Regions from separate parts of the Mus musculus genome. Here region 1 is linked to region 2. The links are chromatin contacts, called in public HiChIP or PLAC-seq maps. All regions are on one chromosome and are shown on one strand. The core of a region is the stretch at or near the end of the contact, and the rest is flanking DNA. Distances in the headings are between cores, read along the strand shown.

The links. HiChIP or PLAC-seq counts read pairs in DNA pulled down with a chosen protein or histone mark.
Region 1: a contact with region 2 is called in an H3K4me3 HiChIP or PLAC-seq map of pro-B cells, with 4 times the contacts expected there. The contact joins the enhancer-like site here to the promoter of Nsmaf in region 2. A contact is called at or near these places in 3 of 39 promoter capture datasets (the C10 cell line, HPC-7-derived erythroid cells and hippocampal neurons) and 2 of 115 datasets of contacts at active chromatin or transcription factors (large pre-B cells and pro-B cells).

The regions. Positions count from the first base shown.
Region 1 is chr4:7,453,922-7,456,621 of GRCm38.p6, reverse strand. No RefSeq gene overlaps it. Among named protein-coding and RNA genes, the nearest start is that of 8430436N08Rik, 110 kb to the left of the region's middle. Within about 2 kb of position 1,326, at least 53 of the 459 cell types and tissues checked have an H3K27ac peak or open chromatin away from gene starts, as enhancers often do. A contact at or near this core is called in pro-B cells, where this site is marked.
Region 2 is chr4:6,452,932-6,455,631 of GRCm38.p6, reverse strand. It overlaps Nsmaf (neutral sphingomyelinase (N-SMase) activation associated factor), which reads left to right and starts at 1,361. Exons shown (of 31, transcript NM_010945.2): 1 at 1,361-1,647. The coding sequence starts at 1,589.

The sequences.
Region 1 (2,700 bases), core at 77-2,576, 1.0 Mb before region 2:
ATATGCCTCTTTGGCACAAACACTATTTTGAGCTGATAATTTTGAGAAAGTAAAGACACAGAGAAGCTCTGAAAACAGGAATCTGTTACTTCCTTGTAAAAGAAAATTGCATCTAAATGGAAGACATCGTTTTGTGAGTCTCTATCCGTAAATCCAGAGTAGAACTATGAGTCCAAAGTACGAGAGACCCCAAGAAGTGCAGACATAACCTACCTCAAAGCTGTTCTTGACACTTCCATGTCTCTGGGCTTAAACCTTTGTTTTGATAAACAATGGCTATGATATCTGAATTCCAGATTGCCTCTCCCTTCTCTGTGTACCTCTCCTGAAAATGTGCTGTGTGTGTGTGTGTGTGTGTGTGTGTGTGTGTGTGTGTGTGTGTGTGTGTGTGTGTGAGATATACAACAAAAACTTTTAAAGGTATATACTCCAATAAACTATATTTTTTCTTTGATTGGTCTGTCTTTTTTTATAGGTGCCCCTTTTAACTAAGGAAGAAGGATGGAAAGAACATTTTTTTCTTTATGGAGCTTTGGTTATCACTCACTGTGCTCATGAGTGTGCCTATGGAACAAGTACTTTATACACATTGATTGTGCATTTCCCATTCTAGTCAGTGGAAGACTGAGCCACACTTCATCCTCAGGGGAGTCTTGGGGGTGGTAGCTACTTTTCTCTTCTACTCTCATTGTATGTTACAGCACTGAATTGTTTGCCAATATTTAAATACCGTGTCTAACATTTATAAAGAATAGATTGTGTTTCTTTTTAGAGAAAGGGTTATACTATTTGGAACTACCACAATGCTCAATAAAAGGAGGTAACGAATAATTACCATATATTTGTGAAGAAAAATAGAAAAAAAAAAAGAGGAAGAAAGCATAAATAAAGGTAACTACATCTCTCCAAACTCCATTGATTTTGGTTATTTAAAATAAACCTACCTGAGAAATACTGACCGAGGAGCATGCTCACCTAATGTATATTTTTATTATTGCTAATTGTTTGGAATCTGAATCAAATTCATTGTGAAGCCCAAAGCTGAGGAAAGTTTAGGACTGTTGCTCCCTGCCATGTTCCCCTCAGCAGTGTTTTTCTTCTTAGCACACCAAAGCTTCAGCAGCAGCCAGTCTTAGACTGAAACGTTATCTTCGTTTTTTTTTTTTTTTTTTTTTTTTTTTTTTTTGAAGATAGTAAAAGTGAAAACAGATGCACACATTTGAATGCAGGAAGCCTTTAAGGCCTTTCTCTCTTTTGTCGTCCCTGCCCCCACTCCTTTTTCCTGTGAAGCATCAAAATAAATGTCCCTGCTCCTTTGAACTAAATCGCCCACTGTGCATAACTGAAATCGTAGGCCCGGAAATACATACCCCCTAACCAGTGCTCTCGGCCCTTATCAAGACCTTGTCATCTGAAACGACAGTGTTGGAACCCAGGCTGGTTTCACGTGATCCTATCAATCAGAGGTAAAGAGAAAAGGTGCCTGGGGGAGGGAGGGGAATCTTCAGGTTTGTTTAGGCTTCACTTAGGTCTAATTTCATACGTTTTAATGTATGGTGAGCCAAGCACCCGAGTATTGTATATCTTAGCAATGCTGACATTTCCTTTGCACCATTTAAAATTAAACCTTTTATTAGTTCAGGAAAAGCTGAGACAGGAGACAATAGCTGTTCAGGGAGAATAATTATTTTCTGTTCTGTTGTGTAGGATTTTTGAGCTTTTGATAAGTTGCAGTTTACAGTACTTAACAGCTAGCCAATCTTACATGTTAACAGTACATGAGAATATTTTATCCTAGCAGCCTGCCTCATACCCTGAAATGTTGAAATGTGTTTCTTGGTGACTTAAATCTTTTTTTTTTAAAACCTCTTATTTTCTGGGGTGTGTTTGGAAAGGATCATGCTATCAACAGTTGGAGTGGTGAGCAGCAGGCAGGGCGAGAGGAATCACTATGAAATGGATACAAAAAGCTGTGGGTTGTACACCATTAAGTGTTCCCAGTGTGATTCTAATGAGCTGATGATGGCCTCAACAAATTACTGTTTCTCCTGCAGCCCAGTAAATTATAGCTCACCCAAATTAAATCAGTGGGACTCTAGACAAACTGGTCTTCATCAAGATCTACATTTGTGAGAATTAAAAAAAACAAAAAAACAAAAAAAAACCAAACCATGCTCAATCATATTTAATCACATCTATTTGCTCAAGATTATTAGCTTGCTTTCTTATCCCCAAATGTCTGGGCGATAGATGTGGTGTGTGTGTGTGTATTTGTATATCTATGTACATTTATATGTGTGTAGGTTTATGTATGTGTGTATGCACGTGTATGTTTTTATGTGTGTATGCTGTATGCATCTCTGTGTATATTTACATGTGGTGAGTGTTTTGTGTTTGTATTTTCATGTTTGTGTGTATATGTGTACTTATGTGTATTTGTGTATATATGTTTTGTGTGTGCTGTGTGTGTACATTTACATGTATGTTTATATGTGTGTGTACATGTGTATATGCATGCATGAATGTATGTATGTATGTATATATGTGTGTGTTTGTACATGTTTGTGTTTTATATGTGTATTTGTGCGATGTATGTGTGTATTTGGGTTTGTGCTTGTGTGTATGTTTGTTTGAACATATATGTGTGCCTTGTGTGTTTATGTATGTGTTCACTCATGTTTGTATGCATGTGTGTTTGTA
Region 2 (2,700 bases), core at 112-2,611:
GACTCTGTCACTCTCCACCACTACCAGGACCACATCTTTCCTCAATGTTTAATGAAAAGAAAACTTAGATTCTGGTCTATTTTTTAATTACTTTATTCCAGCCAAATTAATTTCTCTCCTTTGAGTCCATAGCATCTACTATACTATTTGCCACACAGAAAATTTTCAGATGGTATCTTAGCCATTCTCATAATCTTATGTCATTGTGCACACATGCACACAAGCTCGTTCCCAAGGACCATTAGGGTAGTTACAGAGTCTGTGCAGCACTCGGATAAAAGGAAGAGATTCACTGACATAGGGTACTCAGGTCTCTTCAGTTATGACTTCCGATCTTCCCCCACATGCTGCCAGTGATGAAGGACAGCTAATTGTTGCCATTGTTGTGCTTTTTTTTCAACCCTGCAGAACTTGATTCTTAAGCCAACACTAGGAGTGTTTCAACACACACAACTTAGAGGCTTGTTATTTGAGAGTCCCTTAAAGGTAAGCAATATCCAGCGTATTCTCAGGGTATTGAGAAATCATAACCCCAATGAAATACGAGTCATAGTTGGCAGGACAGAATATAAAAGGTAAGTATTGTTGAAGGTAAGAACCTTTCTTTACTGCTAGTGGGAGTTAAATGGATACTTTGAAAGCACAGTAGCAGACTTTCAGAGTTCACAGATGGACTTATTAAAACAGTCTAGAAACTCCACCCTTTGATTTCGACTTCACTCAACAGAAATGAAAGCATTTACACACATAAACGGGTACGTGAATGCTTATAGCCAAAAGGTGGGAACACTGCTGTGCCTGGCAACTGTTGAATATATTAACAGGAATGCAGTGTGTGATACAATGGAATACACTTCCGTGATAAAAAGGAATAGAATGTTGACTTGTGCTATACCTCAGACGAACCTTGGAAGCATTGTGCTAAATGAAAGAAATCAGACACAAAGACCACATATTGTATGGATGTTTTTATTCTAGATGTCCAGGCTAGGCAAATTCACAGAGACAGAAAGTTAAGTACTGTTTTCTAGGGCAAAGGTTTGTGGAGATGCACCTAGGAGTAGTGATTGCTAAAAGGTAAAGGTTTCTTTTTGAGATAGTAAAAATATCCCATCACTGTGATAATAGTTGCAACCTAAATATGAATATTACTAAGAACCGCTACACCATACACGGGCGAAAAAAATAAAATAAAATCCCATCGATTATTTATTTCAAAGACTGAAATTTGGGACTAAACATCCAAAAACCTTGTTATTTCAAATCCCCGCCGCCAACGAACTGGGGGGCTCCCGGGCAGGTCTCAGGCTCACGTGGGAGGTATCCTCGCCGCAGCAGCGCTGCAGAGGTTAGTCGGGGCAGTGTAGGACGCGGCTCCCGCGGCCTCAGGTCACTGCGCGCCCCTCCTCCGGGCCTGAGTCACGGCGTCGCCCGAGTCCCCACGCGAGGATGCTGCGGTGAGCGCCGTCCGGACGCCGCGGGCCCTGGGGCGCAGCGTGGGGCTCCCGGCCGCCCGCCCGCCTGCCCGCCCGGTGCGGCCGCTCGGGACTGCTCGGGACAGTCGGCGGCCTGCGAGCCCTGGGCCTCCATGGCGTTCACCCGGAAGAGGCAGCGCGAGCAGCAGCTGCAGCTCTACTCCAAGGAGAGGTGCGCGGGGCGGGAGGCCGGGCCGGGCGGCAGCCGGGGACTCTCCTGCAGGCCGCGGCCGCCTCCGGGGCCGCAGAGCCGCGCGCGGGTGGGCCCGGCTGGCGGGGGCGCCTGGGGACGCGAAGGCAGGGCGGTCCCCGCGCCCGCCCGCCCGCCGTCCCACGCCGGCGTCTCCCCACCGACCCTCCGCGCCCTGCATGGGAGGCTGTTGGGGAAGCGCGTGCGGCGGGGCGGCCGCGGTCAGCCGCGGCCCAGGGAGGACGTGGGTAGAGCTCCGGCCTCCCTCAGATCCCGTCCCCGCACAGGAAAGCGCACTTCCGCCCCGTGGGTCCCTCCCAGGGCGGTTGGTTTTGTGACCCAGCTGTGGTTCCAGCGGGAACGCGGGCTACATTTTTGTTTGTTTGTTTTGAGATGCGGGTTTGTCTGTGGGAGCCGGGATCCGACGGTCACGTTGTTGCTGAGTGGATCCAGCGAAGCAGGCTATGCCAGGAAATGCAGGTGCAGCTTTTATTCTGGGTGCTCTGCGGAGGCTTCACCTGTAGCTATTGCTCAACCCGCCCTCTTCCCCAAGCCCCGCATCTCTCTCTAAGATGTAGTGGGCTGGCAGGGTGGTCCGCGCTGAAATTACCTTTCCACCTCCGGAATTTAAATGGAATTTCTTTGTCTGGCACCCGACGACTTGTTAAGACTTGTTGGTGCTCTGTGTTACATTGAAGAGCATTCAGATTAACATTTGAAATGTTTTAAACGCGTGGCCTGTCATGTTTCTAGGACTTAGTCATTTGTAACAATCCTGTGATAAACAGCGAAATCGGACAGGGGGTGTTTTGTCGTAGATTCTGACTTATTTTAATCGTCTTACGCTGCTCTGTAATGTTAGAGGAACTCGCTGCCCCGGTTATTTCCAGCAAATGCTGGTTTGTTTACATATTATGTACATATGTTCACAGTACTCCAAGGTAGGAGTGCTCCCAGCCCAAACATTTATCAGCTGCCAGCATCAACTCTTCCCTACACTCAGCACCAGCAGCTGATTTCTACTTCCTGATCACC